Regions from separate parts of the Mus musculus genome. Here regions 1 and 2 are each linked to region 3. The links are chromatin contacts, called in public promoter capture Hi-C maps. All regions are on one chromosome and are shown on one strand. The core of a region is the stretch at or near the end of the contact, and the rest is flanking DNA. Distances in the headings are between cores, read along the strand shown. Region 1 holds the start of Irak4 (interleukin-1 receptor-associated kinase 4). Region 2 holds the start of Twf1 (twinfilin actin binding protein 1). Region 3 holds the start of Pdzrn4 (PDZ domain containing RING finger 4).

Evidence for each region. Promoter capture Hi-C pulls out the DNA fragments that hold promoters and counts their contacts.
Region 1: a contact with region 3 is called in a promoter capture Hi-C map of cranial neural crest. The contact joins the promoter of Irak4 here to the promoter of Pdzrn4 in region 3. A contact is called at or near these places in 2 of 39 promoter capture datasets (cranial neural crest and embryonic stem cells) and 1 of 115 datasets of contacts at active chromatin or transcription factors (astrocytes).
Region 2: a contact with region 3 is called in a promoter capture Hi-C map of cranial neural crest. The contact joins the promoter of Twf1 here to the promoter of Pdzrn4 in region 3. A contact is called at or near these places in 2 of 39 promoter capture datasets (the 3T3-L1 cell line and cranial neural crest).

The regions. Positions count from the first base shown.
Region 1 is chr15:94,542,246-94,545,129 of GRCm38.p6, reverse strand. Irak4 (interleukin-1 receptor-associated kinase 4) reads right to left here and starts at 1,470. Exons shown (of 12, transcript NM_029926.5): 1 at 1,304-1,470. Pus7l (pseudouridylate synthase 7-like) reads left to right here and starts at 1,623. Exons shown (of 9, transcript NM_172437.3): 1 at 1,623-1,670.
Region 2 is chr15:94,588,185-94,591,197 of GRCm38.p6, reverse strand. Twf1 (twinfilin actin binding protein 1) reads left to right here and starts at 1,374. Exons shown (of 9, transcript NM_008971.4): 1 at 1,374-1,446; 2 at 2,893-2,970. The coding sequence starts at 1,422.
Region 3 is chr15:92,395,353-92,398,517 of GRCm38.p6, reverse strand. It overlaps Pdzrn4 (PDZ domain containing RING finger 4), which reads right to left and starts at 1,708. Exons shown (of 10, transcript NM_001164593.1): 1 at 1,013-1,708. The coding sequence starts at 1,603.

The sequences.
Region 1 (2,884 bases), core at 221-2,720, 2.1 Mb before region 3:
CCCACAAAAACAAAAAGCCCAGCAAGCTTCCTCCTATATAAGAATTTTTGGTTTCTTCCCACTCTGGCCCCTCCCCCTGGTCACTTCTTCCTTATACTTTTACGCAGTCTGAACTTCCCCCATACCCAAACAACCATGTTCTACACTAGCTGTCCCAATGCCTCTCACCCTACAGCAGCCCCGTTTGTTCCTGATGCATCTGCCAAAAGACCTTTGAGATGCCGAGAGATGTCCACAATTTCTAAACACTGACATACTTCAGTGGCCACTAAAACGCTTTGGGTATACTAAAATGTATAATGTCATCCATTCACCAAGACATGTCCTATCTGTGACAGATATTAATCCAGGTGCCTGAAAAATAAAACGTTAGGAAGAATAGGGAGAAAAGGGAGGCAAGAACACAGGGGAGTTTTATTCTAATGATGGAAGAAGGTAGCAAGCTGAGAATGCATTTGGCAGTCTGTTAAACGCTGCCTGCGGTGGTTTGAACAGGAGGGGATTCCATCGTCCCTCATTTGAGTACTTGGTTCCCAGTTGGTGACTTGTCTCAGTTAGGGTTTCCATTGCTGTGAAGAGACACCATGACCAAGGCAATTCTTATAAAGGACAGCATTCAATTGGGGCTGGCTTACAGGCTCAGCGGTTCAGTCCGTTGTTGTCTGCAGTGCAGTCAACAGAAGTCTGTGCTACTGTAGAGTGCGAATTCATCTCCTAAGTTGTTTTGTTTGTTTGTTTTTTGTTTGTTTCTGTTTGAACAGGGAACACAACAAAGACAAGACTGGGAGGCCCAAGTTTGGCCGGAGTGATCAGATCAGTCTTGAAACATGTAGGAAGCAAAAATGTTTAGCATGAAAATAGGAGAATTAAAAAAAAAAACCCTGAGCTCTTTGGCATACATCTTGAAGAATTACTCCCAGAAACGGAAAAATCGATTTTTTTTTTTTTTTAAATTTCCTGCTTTGGGGCCACTGTGTCCATTCCGAAAGCTAATGGTGCTTTCTTGCTCTCTTGGGAATGCTTTTCCTGCCCCTCTCTTGCTTCCAATCTGTCTTGCGCTTACCTCTCCCTCTACCTGTTGGACTGTCTGACTACAGCTAGCTTCCTATGCTCCCCATAGCGAGCAAGCGAGACACTCCGGCGGCAGAGCAGCGCACAGAGGCTGCGGGGCTCCCCAAGCCTCCTCTGCCCGAGTGCGCCCATTTCCTGGTTCTGGAGCGAAGCGACTGATCACCAACCCGGCCCGGGACAGAGGACAGCGGAGAGATCGTGGCTTGAGATCAGCCTTCCTCATACAACCTACTTCCTCTCGGACGTCCCTCGCTTCCTGGACAAGGCGATCGGCGTCCCGCCACGGTCCGGCGAGGACTCGGGGGTGGAGGACGCAGGACCACCAGGCGACTTCAGACTGCCTGCGATCGGGATGCTGCGGGTCACCGGGGCATCATATCCCCCTGTGGGACAGGGAGGGCAGGTCAGCTAAGGGTGAGAGTATAGGGGCGGAGCCAATCCGGAAGGCCACGCCTTTCCCTCCCCGAGCTCCACCCAGGGAAGAGCTACACCAACCGGAGCCTGTCCCTTTAAATGTCCCTGTAAGAGGCTAGGCGGCGGAAAGGCTTCTGGGCATGCGCACTGTGTCACTCGGCGGACCACTTTCTCACGGAAGCGAGGTAGAGCTCACAGAGTCTATTAGGATGCCGGGTCACCGGTGGATCCAAGACTGCTGGACCGGGGAGGGAGGCGTGGTGGCGGCGCCCAGGGAGCGGGGTGGGGTTGGGGTGGGAGTCCCTCTGCAGCCTCGGCTCGCCCCGCGGAGCGGAGGAGGAGCTCTTGCCACCCTCGCCCCCACGTGCCCTGTCTGCCCGCCTCTTGACTAGCTGCTTGACTGCCATGCCTTCGTGCTGCACTGTCCCCACGTGTAGCCTGGAAAGCCGTCCTATGGTCTTTCTTTTCCAACAATCCCTAGGGTTCCGAGGACCCCTGTGGACTTGGTCAGAGCTGACTGCTGATTTCCATCTGCCATTAGAAACAACTCCACGGGGGCAGATGCCAACCTTTGACAGGGTGTTCACTATCTTTCCTTGTCAGCATTACTTCAGCTGTATTCTCCCTATCCCCTCTGCTCTGTGTCAGGGCTTCCCCCTTCCCCCCCCCCCCCCCAGTGCCCGTCTTGATTGTACTTGCACGTGGTATTTCTACCCCGCTTCTGTCTCTTGAACTATTTCCAAAGTCAAGTAGCAGTTTATTATATACCATTCCTGATTATCATAGACAAAAGTTAACACTTCTTTCTTTCTTGTCACCATTAACGCTCTTACTGTGTTCTACTTGTATCTGTTCAACTAGTATCTACTGCAGACCTACTATGTCCTTGGTGCTGTTCTGAATATGGGCTAGTCAGAATTCTGGCTCATGTGGAACTGACACTTTAAGTTGAAGAAGATGGACAGTAAATAATGAACACATTAGCTAGTCATGCTATACAGGAAATTAAATCAGTTTTTTTCTTTGTGTGTGTGTGAAAGAAAAGAAAACAGGTTCCTAAAGCTTATAGATGAATCCTATAGATTAGATTATTGGTGGGTGAAAATGTCTGAGGATGTAGATGATCAATTACTTGTAAAGTCTGGGAAATACAAGAGCTAGGCAGTGAAGCTGCTCTCTCAGGGCTCCGTGTGTCGTGGAGAGAGTAGATTGTGTGAGGACTGTGATTCATTCCCTATAGAATTGGCCTTGGGCCGCTGCTCCAAGAAAACACCATGAGACTTTCTTTTCTTCTATGCCAGTGACTTGGTAGAAATTCCCTTTCATTAGCTTGAGATGTTTGTATCTTTCCTGTAGAGAATTTAGAACAAGATGAGGGACCAGGACTGACTTATCCGAC
Region 2 (3,013 bases), core at 125-2,624, 2.2 Mb before region 3:
TCTAGAGCTAGAGTTCTACTTAGAAAACATACATAAAAATAAACAATAGAATAAACTTTCACAGGGGAATGCATGCCGATAAAAGTGTACAGTGAGAAAGAACGGTAACTCCTGTCTGCTGTTTCCATACAAATGTATTGCATCCAGGTAACTACGAACACACATTTGACTTGAAGCAATCAAAGGCTAACCTAAAGCAAAGCTCTGTTAATGGTTTCCAAGGGTAGAGCTGACCACAGAGAGATATTCAGGTCAGCTCAATGGCTCAGTGGTTTCACACTCAGTTCTTTGGGGGAACCAGAGAAAGGACAATGAGGTCTCTTAAAGTGCTATGAGCTGAAATTTCCAGAAAAAAAAAAAAGCCACCCCAAACCTGTTCAAGACTCAAAAAGGTTGCCTAGCTGATTAGAAGTGCCTGATTGTGTAGGACTGTGGTGTAGGTCCTAAGCTGAATTATCTTGGGCCATCCCAGTTACTAGCCACTTCTGAGTCCATCCTTGGAAATGTACAGACCACTTAGCTTCTCCCATTGAAAGGTTAAAGATGCCCTCTTCAGATAATATCTGAACCAGTAGCAGAAATTTCGCCACTTTGGGTATAGCCCCATGTCCCCACCAAATATATTTTAAAGATGATTTGTGATTTTCTTTTGTTCTGGTACTAAAAAAAAAATTCATAAGTCTGTTACCAAGTTGAAACATGATATTTGGGATGGGGTGTCACCTGAATTAGTGCCTCCTCCCCGCCTGATAGGGCACATATTTGATTTCAGAATAGACTTTTTTTTCTCTTTTTTGAGGTGAGAACAGTGGTTTTGTGTGATAGTGACCAATTGAAAAGTGAACAGCTTGAGATTCAAATCACGGGGAAAATAATGGAGAACTCTACAGTCTCTTATTTTAAAGTGGGCCAGGAGTGGTCTTGAGCCCCATCTTGCTTTGCAAATGTTTAACTGTTTTATCTTTCGCCTTAAAATGGTCTTTTCTTTACAGCAAAGGATATGTCTTTCATGTAGAAAGCGTTTGTTTCGGAAAATGGCCATTTTTCCCTCTAAAGCATTTTGATGAGGTGTGTCGCTGCGGCGTGTGATAGACACACAGCCCACTGCCAGAAGGTGCATCCTGGACAGAAACAGCAGCGGGGGGGGGGGGGGGGGGGGCAAGGGGGGGTGATTGCCGGGAAAGGGCATGGCCAATGGCTTAAGGGGCGGGGCTTGTGACGACAATGAAAGTAGCCAGTGAAAGAACAGGGGGCGGGATCCTAGGCGGGGTCTATGTCGCGCTGGAGAGCGGGGCTGGTGCTGGGGGCGGGGCTGAGAGTCGCGGGCCGATGACGCACAGGCGGAGCCGCTACTTCCTGGATCCGCCGGCCGGGGCCGCTACCGCACCCTGCGCCGGAGCCGGGAGCCTGGGGCCGCCGCCATGTCCCACCAGACAGGCATCCAAGGTAACGGCGCCACGGGGCAGGGGCTCCCGGGAGGCTGCGGGCCGGAACGCTGGAGGCGCGCACGGCATTGGAGCTGCTCTGGGTGCGACGGCCCCGACTGTGTCCCTCGCGGCCCTCCCCGGCGGCCGCCACGTAACAGGCCGGTGGTGGCTGCCAGAGAACCGAGGATGTGAGGATGTCCCGGGCGACCCCGCTGCATCCCGGCCCCCGTGCCGAGAGCAGGAAGACCGAAGCTGGCTGGGCTCCTGCCGCCGGCCAGCCGAGCGACTTTTTCCTCGGGACCCGCCAAAGGAGATTGCTCCAGCACTCAGATCGTTTGAAAACCAAACAGCTCCCACCGCTGTAGGCTGCCTCCCGAACTCCCCGGATTTTTCTCTCAGAACGCGGGTGTGCCTTCCTTCCGGAGAAATCCCGAGTAGGGAGTGTTTTTCCATCTTTGGATGCTTGCACCCCAGGCAGCTGCAAAGTCTGATCTGTGTAGCTGCACCTCATGAACCCCGTGGAGACAGTCGAATGTGCAGTTTACTTGTGTATCTTACTCGCCGTTTATTATTTCCTGGTTGGAAAATAGGCAACTTGGACGTACTCAACCTCCTACGGAATCAAATAATATATCCCGGGGTTATTTAACGAGTTCTAATATAAACTAGAGCACTTCCCGTAATAGTTAACCGAGCCTTTCCCCCGGGTGACCACTTAATAACTTGTTTTGTGTTTTAAGGGTTTTTGACACTACCACTTAATTCTGTGCACATGCAGGCAAAAATAGTCTCCGATCTAACAACACTTAATCTCCCCCGTGTTACTTATGACATTTAAATATATCAAAATTATTGTTTAATGTTTGAGCCTTTTATATAACAAGACATAAATATTAGTCTTGCTTGGCAATCAACAACACAAGACCGAATTTGAAGCAATGATGACTACACAAGGGATAGGTTATTAAATGTTTATTTCCTGGGTGGCTTCTATAACTTTTTACAAAGAGATGCAAGAAAAATGTAAGATCTAGTGTATTTTACAGGTTTTTTCTTTAATCAGTATATGAGATTTGATCCTGTTGTTCTTGATGGACAGATACAGGACATGATTTGATGAAGGAGCACACATCACAAACTTAAAATTGGACTATTAGAAGCAACTTGTTAACATTTTCAAACATGGAGCAATTTGTCTGTTACTGGGTTTGACTGAAAGCATTCACCCTAGTGTTACTTCTGCTACTGAGTTCTGTGGCTAAAATGTTGAAGTTCCTGTACTTCTAAATGCTAGTATTTAGTTTTTGCTCCTCGCCAAGGCCGGTATTTTATGCTTCTGTTTTATAGTAACAATAAGAAGGGCCTGTATGCTCCACATGTTTCTTTAATTTATGTTTTCTTTAGGTGAATACAAACTAAACTACTTCTAGGTTTAAACACTTTTTCCCTTTATCATTTTCCACAGCAAGCGAAGATGTCAAAGAGATCTTTGCCCGAGCCAGAAACGGGAAATACAGACTTCTGAAAATATCTATCGAAAATGGTTAGTTAACAGTTTTAAGATACTCTGTGCCCCTGGAGGGTTA
Region 3 (3,165 bases), core at 459-2,958:
AACTCATGTAGCCTCCAGTCTTTTTAATTTTTATTCTCTCCATTAACTAACTGCACAAGGTGCTGTGTTATGCAACGGCATTTTTACCCAAGTATGCTCCATGTGCATCGTATAATCAGAGCAGCTTCTCTCACATTGTTTTTCAGACTAGGGGTAGGAAGGTTAAAACAGAGGGCCAGGGTGGGAGGCAGATCTAAGCAACCAGTCCCAAACGGAAGCCCTCTCTTGCTCCTCCCCGGGGGGGTGTGTGTGGGGGGGGGCGTGTAGAAGAAGTGAAAACAGCACTTGAGTAGGGGGTACAAGTTCTGTCAAATCTTGCTTGCTCTGCCAGAGACCGTTCAAGTCAAACACCAACTGAAGACAGCTGATAAACACGTCTCTCTACCCAGGCTGCAGCTCGCAGCTCAGGACTAGCCCCTTCCATGAAGTAGGGAAGACAGCTGCCTCTGCCAGGTACTCAAGGAGGCACTGTGACTTCAGGCCTTTGTTCTTGTCCTGGGACAGGTCCCCAGGTAATAACAGGCACACTGGCCACCAATAAGGTCTCGTGAGGTCAGGAGAGAGGAATCAACAGGGAAGGTCGGTATCTCTGTCACCACCATCCCTCGAGGCCCCTGAGCTGAGGAAAGGGTGGGTAGTTAACTGATAGGCATATTTTGGCAGAGAAAATAAGTCTCTCACAGCCAATTAACCGGTTTACTTATAGAATTTGCTCCAGGCACAGGCCAAGGACGCGAAAGATGGGCAGCTTAGGTGAGCAGGGGAGTGGAAGATGAGAACAGAGTGTGGATGGGAAAAGAGTTCACTCAATTTCTCCTCCTGGAGAAGTTGAGTTTGACTCCCTTAATCCTAAACGGTGTTTCTGGGGCAGCGATGCAGATGAAGGTGGCAGAGCATAATCAGATGCAGCTCTGAAAAAGGGATGGCACCTCCATAAGGAGTCCTCAACAGTCGGGAAGACGCTCCCCTTCCCATCCCAACCGTGCTCTGGGGTTCATTCCCCTGGGCTTACCTGGCCGCGGCCTCCCGGGTTCCCGACGAAGTTGCGCGTGTGCGCCATGTACAGAGCCAACTTCTCCTGATACCTGCGCTGCAACAAGCTGACCTGCGCCCGCCGCGTCTTCCCCACCCCGACAGCAGGCGACAACCAGAGGCCGACCTCCAGGTCCGGGTGGCCCCTCACGCGCGTCCCCACTCCAGCAGGTCTTGGTCGCCGGGTGCTTTTCCTCCCCGCCGCCTCCGCAGCCGCCTGGGCAGTGGCTGTCACAGCCGCTGGCAGGGCCGAAGGCGCAGCGCTGGATGTGCACTGCCAGCACCCGCAGTCGCCCCTGTGGCCACAGCCCTGTCCGCTGTAGTTGCACTGCACGCGCAGTTGCTGGACCAGGCTGCGCAGCGGCAGCACCCGGTACAGCTCGCCCGGCGCCAGCGGCTGGCACTGCAGCGGGCACCAGCGTCTCCCCGCCGCCCAGGGCAGCAGGCAGCTGGCGCAGAAGACGTGCCCGCAAGGCGTGCACGCGGGCTCCTCCAGTACCTGGCCACACAGTAGCTGGCACTGGAAAGCGGGGTCCACGGCTTCCGCGAGACGCTCCAAAGCGAAGCCCATGCTAGTGGTGGGAGGGAGGAGAGCCAAAAGGGGTGTCCCCGCTTCTTCTTTCAATCACCCCCAAGCTGCGCCAGGGCCAGCGGTCTTACCGCTGCTGAGCTCTTTGAGGGGGGAGGTTTGTGTGTGAGCTCAGAATAAGTTTGGCTTGGAGTTTCAAAGCTGTGGCTAGGTCCTGACTTCTCTGTATTGAAGCTCATTGAAGCCACCTGAGTGAACCCTTCCCCATTACCCACTTCTTTATGGCTTTGTAATGCACGGTCTTTCAAGTTTATCCTTGAGAGGGAGGCTTGTTTACAGTAGTGTTTGGGCCAGCTTTATTCTTTCTCTGAGTCTAGAACTTGAGTCCCCCAGGGTGCTTTGTCTGGGTACAGCTGGCCATGGGCAAAGCATTGATACTGAGAATGTTAAAGTCTACCAGGGTGGAACATTCCAGGGATCAGGATCTTGTGTCAGGCAAATCCTTAGTTAGAAAGAAAAAAAGTTTGAAGTGATGAATACACTTTTGTTCTTTCAAGGGAGGTAACTAAAACAAAAAACAAACAAAACGTCAACTAAGAACTCTGACTCTAAAGCTTCCGCGCTGGAAAAAAAACAAAAAAACAAAAAACAAAAAACAAAAAACAAAAAACAAAACAAAAAAAAAAAACACGTAGGAAATCATCCCCAGAGCCAGGCTTCTCAAATCAAGATATGGAAATCAGGTGATTGTAGCAAAGGGTGATCTCTGAACCAGCAGTGAGGGTTGGGGACAGGCCAGTTGTCTGCCTGGGGCACTTTTTTCTTGCTGTGGGGGAAGGCAATGAGCAGCCTCCCTCCCTTCCGCCAGGTGAAAAGACTAAGGTTTCATTAACTGCAGCTTGCCTCCCAGTTCAGAGAATTGTCACGCTCTGTATTTTCCACTTTGAGAAGTATTTCACTACTGGGAATGGGCTATGAGAAACATTTTACTATTGGGCACGGGGTATGGCCTTTTGAGCACCTGGAAGAAAACAACAACAACAACAACAACAACAAAGTGATAATCATGAACAAAAGAGGCACGGTTTCTCTGCATAGCCCTGGCTGTCCTGGAACTCACCCGGTAGACCAGGCTGGCCTCTAACGCAGAAATCCACCTGCCTCTACCTCTCGAGTGCTGGGATTAAAGGCATGCGCCACCCCGGCCCGGTTAGAAGCCTCTCTTTACTCAAACAGAAGAGAATCATTCCAAATTCCAAATCCCTTCTAGTTTGTCCTTCGGTGTGTGGCCTGCCTTCCTGAAAACATAGGGGACCTTCCAGGGCCATCGCCTTCTCCCGAAACTTAAGAACACAAAGAGCCCATAACACCAGGTAACACCGGGATATAAGCACGTGGTTTACCGCCGTTAACCAGAAACCATGCGAGATGCTTGGGATGAGGATTCTTAAATTAATCACCCTCCTTGCCAGCTGGGTGCTGTTCGTGGAAGGCTGTGAAGAGCATCAGTACAAACAAATCCAGACTTGGTGATAATAATGGCAAATAGCTTCCAATCAGAACCTTCTGAGAGCTGTTGAGAGCCAAGGAAACCTTGAAGTGAT